Regions from separate parts of the Mus musculus genome. Here region 2 is linked to region 1. A link is a contact called in public promoter capture Hi-C data. All regions are on one chromosome and are shown on one strand. The core of a region is the stretch at or near the end of the contact, and the rest is flanking DNA. Distances in the headings are between cores, read along the strand shown. Region 1 holds the start of Barx1 (BarH-like homeobox 1). Region 2 holds the start of Shc3 (src homology 2 domain-containing transforming protein C3).

The links. Promoter capture Hi-C pulls out the DNA fragments that hold promoters and counts their contacts.
Region 2: a contact with region 1 is called in a promoter capture Hi-C map of embryonic stem cells, with 5 times the contacts expected there. The contact joins the promoter of Shc3 here to the promoter of Barx1 in region 1. A contact is called at or near these places in 2 of 39 promoter capture datasets (cranial neural crest and embryonic stem cells).

What each region holds. Positions count from the first base shown.
Region 1 is chr13:48,660,047-48,666,013 of GRCm38.p6, forward strand. Barx1 (BarH-like homeobox 1) reads left to right here and starts at 2,990. Exons shown (of 4, transcript NM_007526.4): 1 at 2,990-3,293; 2 at 4,980-5,271; 3 at 5,355-5,439; 4 at 5,782-5,967. The coding sequence starts at 3,071. The coding sequence ends at 5,946. It overlaps Gm36606 (a long non-coding RNA gene), which reads right to left and starts at 2,746. Exons shown (of 4, transcript XR_382336.3): 1 at 2,493-2,746.
Region 2 is chr13:51,566,921-51,572,887 of GRCm38.p6, forward strand. Shc3 (src homology 2 domain-containing transforming protein C3) reads right to left here and starts at 2,531. Exons shown (of 12, transcript NM_009167.5): 1 at 51-2,531. The coding sequence starts at 524.

The DNA.
Region 1 (5,967 bases), core at 1,740-4,239:
TTTTCCACCGTGCCTGCCTCTCCCAGAGCGGCCAGTTTCCGGGATTTTAGTTTAGGCGACAGGCGGGAGGCCCTGGCGGGCTTTAGGCTTAGGACTCAGTGGCTGCGCCTCTAGTGGGGACTTCCCTTCGTCCTGTGCCGTCCAAGTGGAAGGGGGAACCCCTTTCCTTGTGAACTAACCCCTTTCCAGCCAGCCAATGCAGAATTCCTAAACAAAGGATCCCTGAAGCCATTTCTTCGCAATTTTTTTTTCGCCTAAAAGGGGTTTATTCGCAGGTTTGCTTTAGGGTCCCTCTGGACTTTGAGAAGAATGTAGTTTGAAAAGGATGCGTCAGGGGCTCGAGCTTAAAGAGGGCATGGGGCATCGGGGCATAGCCTGGCTCTGAGCCTTTGGTGCCAGGCTAAGCTTTTAGTCCTTGGGGCTTCATTCCCAGCAGGCAGGAATCACTGCAGGCATTCGGCCTGGGCGGCTTGAAACAGTCCTGGCCAGCGTCCAAGGAGCTGGAGGGTGTGTGTGGGAGGGGGAGAGGCGCACCTGTGGAATGGAGTGGGGGTGGGGTCTCTTTCTAGAATTAAGACCTTCATGCCAGAAAAAAATGAGCCTCCTCTGTTCAGCTTGACCTTAAACTCCTTCCTGGCAATAAAAACAGAGCTGTTGACTGGATATCGACAATAGGAATGAGTGGTCTTGGTAGCTCAGACCCATTTCCAGGATCAACCTTGCGTTTTGGGGAAACCTGGCTGAAATTGGAAGGAAGGCGCATAGTGTTCAAATACAGGGTGGCTTCTGTCGGGATCAAAATCAGAGAAGATAGGATGGGAGCTGGCTGGGACTCCTCCCCAGTAGAACCCATTCCAAGCTATACTCCTTCCGATGCCCAAGAGGAAGTGGAGGGGCCTGATGTTGAGCCCTCCAGGGATGGACAGAGTGGAAGCAGTATAGGCAGAAAGGCCTTTGTTCTGGTATAGGTATGGTACCTAGAAAGCCGCTTCTACTCACTGGAATGCCTGAACCAGTCCTTGGATTGAGTTGTATTGAGAAAGGAGGTTGTTGGCCAAGATTCCTATGTCCTGAGTAGACACCGACTTTCCTTTCTGTTCAGTGGGAAGATGCCCATTGCCACTCTGTCTCTGATATGTGTGCGGGTGGTCTTAGTGGGTCCTGTATCACCCTTCTAAAGAGTTATTTTGGTTACCTGATTATCCCCTTTCAGGAGTCTAAAGCAACGGGAAGCCACTAAAGACTGCTTCCCTTCAGTCCTGATGGTGGTCTCCTGACTCAGAAAGTCGCTGCACATTTGGCTGAGCTGTAGCAATGAGCTTTGGGGGGGGGGGGTCTGCATCTCAGCAGAACATTTGGAAAGATGCCCTTTGTCCCCTTCCCAGGCTCAATGGTCAAAGGCTATTGGTCATTTCTTAGTGTCCCGGATGCTACAGTCCAGTAGGCTTCTGAGCCCTCCACCCCAACCCCGTCAGCAGGCAGAAGAAATTATTTCAACTTGGAGAGTTGGGATATAGTGTGATGAACTCAGTTTCCCAGCAGTGAGGGCTTAGGCTCTGTGGAGAGCATTCGTGGGAAGTAGGAGTGGCTTAAAACATGGAGTCCAGTCTAGGAAGGCTGGACAGGGTGGAGACAGAACCCAAGACTCCTGAGAGAGGCAGATAGGAAATACAGCAAGTCCTCTCCTAGCCTCCTGAGGACACCCTACCCTTCTTGCTACCCCTGAACAGCTGGCATGGGTCACCCTGGGTATAGAAAAGTCTCACCTTCCATCCCCACAAACTCCCTGGAGCCAAGAGTCAAGTCTTCCAGACTTGAGACAGCTCAGAAACTGTCAGTGCCAAGACTCAAAGAGGCACACTCAACAGAGGTTAATTTGGGGAGAGAAAAAGAGAATGATCTAACAGCCCCATCTTTAGTCCTGTGAGAGACTGGAGGCTCAGAGATGGAGCTAGGTCCCCAGACTCTCAGAGTATTCCATGATCCCCTGCCTCAAAGTTCATCCAGTGACAGTCTTTCCCCTTTTTATTCATCTGCCCTTATTCTATCCCTTGCTCTAAGTAAACATAACTCAGCCCACTAAGTCTGGTGGTTGCCAGAGAAAATGTGTCCAGGTAAGCTTAAATTAGAAATTTAGGTAAATCCTAGTTGGAGAATCTTTTTTTTTTTCTCCCAGGGTAGCTTCAGAGATTTGAGATCAAAATGGTAAACTGAGGTTGGGGTGGACAGGGAAGGGGGGGAAGTGGTGCACAGGCATGGTCACCACCCTGCGAGTTACACCCCGGTGTATTGCACTGGATCCCTACAGCATCTCGCAGACCTGGGAAAGCTGTTTAAGGCTACCCCTTTCCCAGCTTGGCTTTTGCCCCTCCTCCTCACCACCACTCCAGCCCCTCCCCATCCCACCCAGTCCGCTGGCCTTGCTGCTGTGCCCTCCCCGTGCCCTCCTGCACCTCTGGGGCTCTCTCCTCTCTACGTCTCGGCGCACTCACGTCTAAGAGGCGTCTTGGACACCTTCACATCACTGCCTAGGATCCTGCGTGGTCCTTGCTGTCTGTCTTCAGACTTTTTCACGCCTCTCATTCAAGATCCTCGGTTTGCCCATCTCCGCAGTGTCCTATCCTCAGGGCTGTCCTCTTGGGCGAGCTCTCCTCTTTTTCCCTTGGTCCCGGCCTGCGAGCCCCTATCCCGGGCTCTTTCCCTCCTTCCCTCCTCTCAACCTCCTTTCCTCCCTCCTGGGTCCCTCCCTCCGGCTGGGCCTAGTGGGTGGGGGGCGGCAGCGCGGGGCGGGGCGGGGCAGGGCGGGCGGGGCAAGGCAGTGACGCGGGGCTGGCCAGGCTAGAGGCGCGGCGGCGCGGGGCGGGGACGCAGTCCCGGGTCCGACTGGCCGAGCCCCGCGCGCCCCGCCCGCGCCCTGCGCCTCCGCCCGGCCAGCCGGCGGGGGAGGGGGCATGAGCCGGCGCCCGCGCGCCGCCGCGAGCTGCGGGCCGGCCTAGAGCCCCGCGCGGGCCCCGCGCCGGAGCTTAGCCGCCGTCGCTTCCTAGCCGCGGGCGCATCCCCGGGAGCCGCGATGCAGCGGCCAGGGGAGCCGGGAGCCGCGCGCTTCGGTCCGCCCGAGGGCTGTGCGGATCACCGACCGCATCGCTACCGCAGCTTCATGATCGAAGAGATCCTCACTGAGCCTCCGGGGCCCAAGGGCGCAGCGCCCGCGGCCGCCGCTGCCGCCGCGGGCGAGCTGCTCAAGTTCGGCGTACAGGCGCTGCTGGCCGCCCGGCCCTTCCACAGCCACCTGGGTACGTGCAGCGGCCGCCGCGCAGAGGACTGGGCTTGGCGGGCGGGTGGGAGTCGGAGACCTGGGGTTGTCCGTAATTCATCCTCTTTCTCCCCTGTTTCTGGAGCGACCTGGGATGCAGCTCAGCGCAGGCCCGAGGCACCTACCTCTCTTCGCGCACTCCAACGGGAAAGTGGAGGGTGCGAGCAATGAGCTAGGCAGAAACCAGGCCTTGTGTCCTCGCGTCAGACCAGAAGAGAGTTTGTCTTCTGCTTCAGGGCGGCTTCGAGTTTTTTCGAATCGGGTGATAGGCGAGGCCAGGAGCCAGAGACCGCATCCCTATGGTTGCTACAAAATCAATCTACCGAGCACTCTGGATCAAAATGACTTCAAACCAGGGGAAGCCTGAGTTTCGCGGTAGGGTTGGCTGGGCATAACAGTAGCTGCCCAGACTGGGAAAGCTCTGGAGAAGAGGGTCGTGTCGCATAGTGTTGGATGCCCAAGCCATCCAGGAGCCTTTCAGAACCCCGTGCTTTCCAGTCAGCAACCGACCGAGGCCTGTGCTGCGGCCAGGGTCTCCGTAGGCCTTGTTTGAGGGAAAGAGGCCTGGTTGTGATCCGCTGCCCAGTTGGTCCTTCCATCCCGAGATCTGCTGGGCTTTCGTGCGTCTTGAAGCACTTGCTCAGATCTTTTCTGTCTCCGTCTTGTCTCTTGGGAGATTGTGAGGCAGTCTGCCCTGTACTGCATCTCGGCTTAGGGCTTAGTGACTCTCTTTGGTTGACCTCCTTCCTAGCCTTTTGGTAAAGTGGATCTGTCTCCCCTCTACCTCTCCCCCTCCGCAAGATTCTCTTCCCACTTCCTGCTATGTTTTCTATGCTCCCCTTACCCTGATGGTTCTCAGCCAGGCAGATCCATCCTTTCCAGTATCTCTTTTAGGAGAAGCCTACCAGGAAAGGAAGCGTCCAATATAGACTCCAGCTCAGCTAGCGGCCTCCGGAACCGGCCCCAGATTCTGTCCAGTCTTGGTAGCAGCCAGTCCAGTTTGCCTCTTTGATGTTCATCTGGTTCACAGCCTCTCTGCTGCCGTTCACTATAAAAGGACTCTGTTGTTGGCAATTCGTTTGAAGCGGGCAAACAGCCGATTTAGGGCTAAAGAACATGGAGAGGTCTTCATGCTTCTTGGGGGGAGGGGGTCTGAACAGAGGAAACAAGAAAGACAATTTTCAGGTTCAAAGGATGCTTTGGTGACCCTTTCCTCGCCAATGTCCAAGCCTCAGCCAGTGATGTAGGTACAGCGCCCAGAAAAACAAATGCTCACATTCCACAACGTTCTTTTCCCAATGCAAAAGCTCCCCCACCCCCGCCCCCGCTTCCAAATTCACCCGTTTCTTCTTAGTTTCTCTTTTTCACGAAAGGCATACTCTATGTCCTCGGAGCAGCGAACTTGCTCTAAAGCATCCTGAAATCTCGGAGCCTACTGGCTCATGGGGACTCCAAAAAAGAGCAAAGGATGCGAGGGATACTCTTTTCTAGACTCCTCGGGATAGCTACCTGAAGGAGGGTCGCCCAGGATGCTGGGTTTAAATCCCCAGGGAGTGGCTGGTTCGGGCTCCCAAACGCAGCAAAGCGCTGTGGCGTGGGAGGCTGGAATCCAGTTCACCCAGATCTTTCTCTCTTCTCTCTCTCCCCTTCTCTCTTTGCTCTGTAGCGGTGCTGAAGGCTGAGCAGGCCGCAGTGTTCAAGTTCCCACTGGCGCCGCTCGGCTGCTCCGGGCTGGGCTCGGCGTTGTTGGCCGCCGGGCCTGGGATGCCCGGCCCCGCAGGCGCATCGCACCTGCCGCTGGAGCTGCAACTCCGCGGGAAGCTGGAAGCAGCTGGCTCTGGTGAACCTGGCGCGAAAGCCAAGAAAGGACGCCGGAGTCGCACCGTATTCACTGAGCTGCAGCTGATGGGGCTGGAGAAACGCTTCGAGAAGCAGAAGTACCTCTCTACCCCTGACAGGTAGTGCCGGGCAAGACTGGGCTCGAGGGAAGGGTAGGCAGGTGGTGGCCTGACCCGCTGAGGGTGTGCGTTACTCTTTCCAGAATAGATCTAGCTGAGTCCCTGGGCCTGAGCCAGTTACAGGTGAAGACGTGGTATCAAAATCGGAGGATGAAATGGAAGAAAATAGTAAGTGTGGCTGGTGGCTTCCTGCGGGCTGGGGTTTCCTGGGCTTTGTCCTTGGTGTCCTCCAAGAAATACCTTCCCGCCCTCCTCACACTAAGACTTCTGCCCATCCCATCCCGTGAACTGCTGTGTCTGCTTGGGTTCATTAGGACAGAACCCCCATCCCCGGCACCTCCTGGCAGCTTCTAACTCCTCCATCTTCCGCTCGTTCTCCTCAGCAGTTCTTTAAACCTCCACCGTTTCTTTAGGGCCTAGAGTCACTGTGATGCCGTGGTTGGGCCCTGGGCATCCGGTGGTCCTTGATCGGATTCTTTCCTCACCTAGTACTGTTCATTCACGGAACAGGTGCTGCAAGGTGGCGGCCTGGAGTCCCCCACCAAGCCCAAGGGACGGCCCAAGAAGAACTCCATCCCCACGAGCGAGCAGCTCACGGAGCAAGAGCGTGCCAAGGAGACAGAGAAGCCAGCGGAGACGCCGGGCGAGCCCAGCGACCGAAATTGCGAGGACTGAGCGTCGCCGAGGATGCGGCTG
Region 2 (5,967 bases), core at 1,281-3,780, 2.9 Mb after region 1:
CGCACCCTGTCTCCGAGACCCCCACCCAGCAGTGTGCTCGGGTTACCCACCTTGACCACATAGGTGACTCCCGGCCCCAGCACCTGATCGCTGGTGTGCGGCGCGCCCCGAGGGGGCCTGGGCAGTGGCTCGTCGCCGGCCCGGCTCTTCCTGGTGGCACTCATGCTGGCGGCCGGGGCGCGGGACCCGGGGGTCGCGCTGCCGCCGTCCGGGGCCGCCAGGCTGGGCGCGCTGCAGCTGCCCGAGAGCCGCGCTCCTGCCCGCTCCCGGGCGGCCGACGACAGGCCACGCAGGCCGGAGCTGGAGAGTTTCAAGTGGGACACCTTGTGGAGCAGGTGGCCCAGGCTGCCGGGCCCATCGTCCGGCGCCTTGCGCAGCGCCTCGCCCGACACCAGGTAGGGGCTCGCCGCGGGCTCCGCCGAGACCTTGCCGCCGCTGCCGCTCACCGACAGGCTGTGGAGAAGGTCATCGACCGATGTCACCGAGTCATTCCTGAAGCGGTTGTACTTGGTGCGTGGAAGCATGCCCCTCCGTGGGCTCGCCGCATCCACCCGGGCGCTGCTGCTGCCGGCCCTGGCGCGGACTGCCGCGCATAGCACACGAGCCGCGGTCCCCCGAGCGGGACGAGGAGCCCGAGTCCCAGGACAGCCTTTCCGGAGAGGGACAGCCGAGGCCGACGACCGAGCCCTTTTCACCGTTACAAGGCAGCAGAGCAGCAGCCACGCAGCGCGGGCCCTGGAGACCGAGGGTTGGGGTGGAACGCTTGCCTTGCAAAAGTCATAGTTGCGGCTGATGGAGCGAGCGGCCAGCTGCACGGGGCTGCTCCCAGCAAAAGCGTGACTCACTCTGAGGAGACCCTTCTCAACAAAGGCTCGGTGAGCTCCGCAAATCACTTCCTGTAGCAAAAAGAGAGAGAAGAAAACGACATCCACCCGCTGACAGCAACTACAGCCAATCAGTTCTCAAATTTCCTTTTTCTACCTTCGCAGATATTTCCTTCCAGTCTTTGCCTTTTCACCTACCCCCTCCCCATCCCGCATCTGTGCCAAAGGTAAATCCAGTCCCGTCAAATGATCTCTTGAACTTTCCGCAACCCATTATTCCGTGCAATGGCTTGCTCTTCCCTTGCTCAGCTCATGTGGATGAAGCCCAGAAGTGTCTGACAGGGATGCGTTCAAATGTGACGAAGGCTTTTAAAGAAGTCTTCAAGGCGAATCCTGATGAATCCTGATTTTGGAAAGTAGCAAGAATTTTAAGTAGGAAAAAAAAAAAGAGGGGGGACCCTTCACCAGCAGATGAATATTTAAGAAAGAAAGAAAAAAACCTGTCAGTTTCCTGTGGTTTGCTTTTCTTGTTCAGATCAGCAGAGCAGCCATGTATCTGTGGCGGTGCAATTCCTGTACCAATTCACGAAAAAAAAAAAAAATCAGCACAGAAATTTCTTCTCAGTACAGCTCAGAGGGGGTCTTCCCTAATAATTTACAGCAGTCAGCAGCCGTACTCAGCTAGGGTTCAGTTGAAAAATCTACTTCAAAAAAAAACCTGCATCTCTGCTGAGCGGCAACAGGCTCCAGAAATCCATGCCAAAAAAAGAGAGAGAGAGAGAAAGAGGGCCGCGTTTTGAGTTTTATTCCAAGTGAATGTGTTTCAGCCCTGGAAGCATGCCTTAGTAGCATTACCAATCCGTTTCAATGTCCCTTCAGTTGCTGCTTGCAGCCCTGCAGTCAGGCAGGAAAAAAAATGCGGCTGCTCTAACTGTCCATCAAATCCACAGCAAGAATGGCCTCTTCCTTGCGAGTCGGGCCCAGGCTTGCAGTGACACGCACAGGCCTTCTTCCTGACGCTTGGGAGAATAGGACATCGACAGCCTCCCCGAGGGTCTGACCAAGATTCTGAGACCCACTGAGCCCTTCCTCGGTGGCCTCTACCAGGTGGCCTCATGTGTTAAGACAGATAACCTGCACCACCGAGAAGTCAATCGCTGTCAAAGTTTCCTGGTAACTTCTGTGCAAGCGAATGCATTTGCCTTCTAGCACACTAGCAGGTCACCCTGAGTCTTCTCACGCCCAGGGCTGATCTCGGGAGGCAGTGCGGTTCCCAGGCTTTCTGGGAGCCCCAGGAAGGGAGTTTAGGGAGAGCCACCCGTGGCGGCCGTGCAAGTGAGGCCGGTTCCAGAGGACGAAAAAGCGCAGAGCCGCCAGGCCCGCCCTGGCGCAGCAAACACGTCCCCACCGCTCTCCAACCGCGCGGCAGCCCTAGCTGAACAGCCACCCCGCACTCTCTTTTCTCCCTTCCTCTAGCTCGCATAGCAACAGCAGATGCGCACCCCACGGACGATTTCGATGGTGATTGGAGTCCCCCTCCAATCTGAAGCAAGTCAGCCCCACCATTCCCAAACCGTGGTCTTCTTCATTAGAAGCAGACAAAAAGAAAAAAAGAAAAAGGAAAAAAAAAAAAAACAGACCGAATGTGAATGAGATGCTGTTTGTGTGAATGAAAGGGCCGGCGAGCGAGCCAGCGTTTCTGTGAATGGAGCGGGTCCTTGCAGCCGGTGCCAGGCAATCCCCTGGGCTCAGGCGGCTTCAGCCAATGAGAGGCTGAGCCGATGACTCATTCAACAAAGGCTCGCTCAATAGTGGAAGATTCCATTTCAATCAAGGGCGGGATCTTTTATCCAACAGCAGTGTGGGAAAAAAAAAGAGAAAGAAAAAAAAAAAAATAACACCACCCAGATTGATTACAAAAATTCTGGGAGGAAGAAACAAGCCGGTATAGAGAGATGGGGAAAATTAGTTTTATAAGGGTGTTGGAGACTATCGGGTCAGTTCCGGGTGAAGCAGGACCACTCTCTGGGAGGTGAGCTGTACCCAAACTTTCATTCACTGGTTCTTCTACCTCACAGAGCAGCCATGAATGTACCAGCTTTTATTATGAATGCACACAGAAGACCCAGTCAAAGGCTAGCCTCTTCCCCATGAAGTCTTTCCTAATAAAGGAATAAAGAAGACCTATGCAAGCTAAGTCTCCAGAGCAGCGGAGGGGATCCCAAAGCTACATCATTTAACCCTTTAGCCAACAAGGAGACTTTGGATTCTATTATGAGGCCAACGGAGGGAGCCGACTGAGAAAATATGAATGGCGGTGTAAATTTACATACAACAATTAGACTCGTTGGTGTTAGACGTTAATATACCAAGAATATCATATAGTACAGCTAGAGCTGCTGTTAGCTGGAAAGTGATACGAATATTTTGGTGTACAGGAAAAAAGAAAATAAATTAAAGAGCCCAAATGCGTCAGATGGAATTCCACAGCCCCTGCAGGGGAACTCTGCTCACGTGCCTGTCCCAGGAGAGCCCTTTGTTCGCCCTAGGGAGCCTGGCTGTCGCTTATTTTAGGCATGATCCCCCAAAGCCCAAGCTCTGGGCTGTCAACTCGAAACAAACTGGCACCAGTGAGAACGAGGATAGATAATTCTAGATGCCATGTTCAAAGTCTGCGCTATGCTGTGACTATCACGTGTTCACTGGATGCTTATGTTGAAGTCTAATCCTGGCCACCTTTCTTTCAAAAGGTGAAAGCTTAGTCTGTGTCATTTAGGGGAGGGGCTTCTGGGACAGGACTGGGATTAGGTCATCAGAGTAGAGGAGCAATAGCCCAGTCTGTAAAATGCTTTATCTTGCAAGCAAGAGGACCTGAATTCAATCCTCAAAAACTCAACATTTAAAAAAACAAAACCAAAAATACTAACAGACAAACAAATAAATGGGCTGACGACCCAGTGTTACACAGCCAGCCAGCCCAACCCCTCAGCAAGTTTTAAGCCAAGAAGAGACCTTATTTCAAACAAACAAGATGGGGTCAGCAAGATTGCTATCAACCTTGATGATTGGAATTTAGTCCCCAGGAGCCACACAGTGGAGATGATGTTGTCCTCTGACCCCCTACACATGTGCTCTAACATGCATCTAATGAAAAGCTATTTTTAAAGAAAACATGGCTGTCATCCAAGAAATGAGAGTGGAGGCCATACTCTGTCCTCCACATGCAGGTATGGCACACTTCCACACAAGCACACACAAGGATGCACCTGCACACATATAACCACATAGAAGTAGAGAGTCTGAACACACACACTCGTGTGTGCACACAGGCATACGTGTTCCCAGTCTCTCACCGTCTTAAGCCCTGAGCCACCTCAGACTCTGCTAGCAAGAATCCCAAGAATTTGGTCTCTCAGCTGTACCAGACTAAGGAGCAGAGGTAAATTATCTTTATTCATAACTCACTTAGTTTATTGGACTGTGTTATTAACCAGAGATATGGATGGAAATCCTATAACAATGCCAAGAAAGTGCCTTGCCTGGGCAGCTGACATTGAGAACTGCTCACCCCTGACCACCTGTAGCCAGGCATCTTCCACTGAGAGGAGTGCAAGGCAAAGTCCACATTTCCTACCTGGAGGATTCACCTGAGTCAAGTCCTGTTCATCAGAGTGGAGAGTCTAATCAGGTGAGGAAGGGAATAAGTGCATGGGAGTGGCCAGCTTAGGGTTAGGAGCCTTCTGTGTAGAGGCATCAAGTGCAGAGGTTGAAACCCGGGAATTCCAAATTGTCTAGATGAGATATAAAAAGGGTGGTCAGATATGGGGTAGGTGGTACATGCTTCTGATCCCAGCATTTGGGCAGTTGAAGCAGGACATTTGAGGGCTCTAGTGGGACAGTCTGGGTTACATGGTGAGATTTCATCTCGAAAACAAACAAAACAGCCAGAAATTGTAGGATAAGCATAAATCCCGAGCCATCTGAGGAACTGCCCTCACCAACCAGGCACACCTACTGCAAGTCCAGCTTACATCCTGTTTTGCATAAAGGAAGCCAAGGGTCACTGGGGCTACACAATGTGCAGTGACCACATCTTCTATCTTCATGGCCACACACAACCCTGCCTCAGAGAGGTAGGTGTGGTGTACAGTGTCCAGTGGGGCTTCTCCCTTCGGGCAGTGCTCATTCATCATTAACGACAATGTTGCCAGTGGACTGAGAGACAAAAAGGTTCAGACTTTCTAGAAGATAGAAGATGGGCTATATTACAAAGAGAGGCTAGGGAGATGGCCAGTCAGTGAGATGGCTGACAATACACCCAGAACCCACAGAAAAAGCCAGGCGCGGTAGTGTGTACCTGAAGTCCTCATGCTGAGAACAAAGATCCCAGAAGCTCCATAGTCAGTCCTATCCAAACAATGAGCTCTGCTTTCATGACAGATGCTGTCTCAAAAATTAAGGTGGAGCTCAGGGATTGAGAGCACTGGCTGCTTTCCCGGGGGACCACAGTTAGATTACCAGCACCCACATGGTGGCTCACAACTGTCTGGGATTCTGACTCCAGGGAAGTTGATGCCCTCTTCTGGATCCTTCCGCACTAGGGCTCACACATGCCGTCGAAACATCAGTATCCATAAAACAAAAATAAGAAAGGGAGAGAGTGATAAAGACATCTTCCTGCAGTCACACGCACGCACACACATGAAAACACACACAAACACATATGCATGCCAAAAGCATAAACACAAATATTAAGATGTAATAGAGTATAACGGAGGTGAAGCTATTGTGTCTTACAGTGTAAAAGAGGAGACCAGAATGGAAGCAAGTAGGGAGCAGGGACAAGGGAGAGAGAGTGGACCAACTGACCCTCCCTGGGGAGGATGGAAGTGATTGACAGCTCTTTCAAGGTCCAGGTATGAAACAGAAATCTTCCTCAGGAGGCAAATGCAGAGGACAGCATTAAAATCAGACTCGTGGAGATGGCCTCAGGTCATCCAAAAAGAAGGAGAGACACCAGAAATTCGCAAGAACCAAAATCCTTGGTGGACCAATGAGCTTATCCCAGTCATTTGTTGGAGTATGGGTGAGGGTTTACTTACGGGAGCATAGACAATTCAAAGGCAACTATGTTACCAAAAGC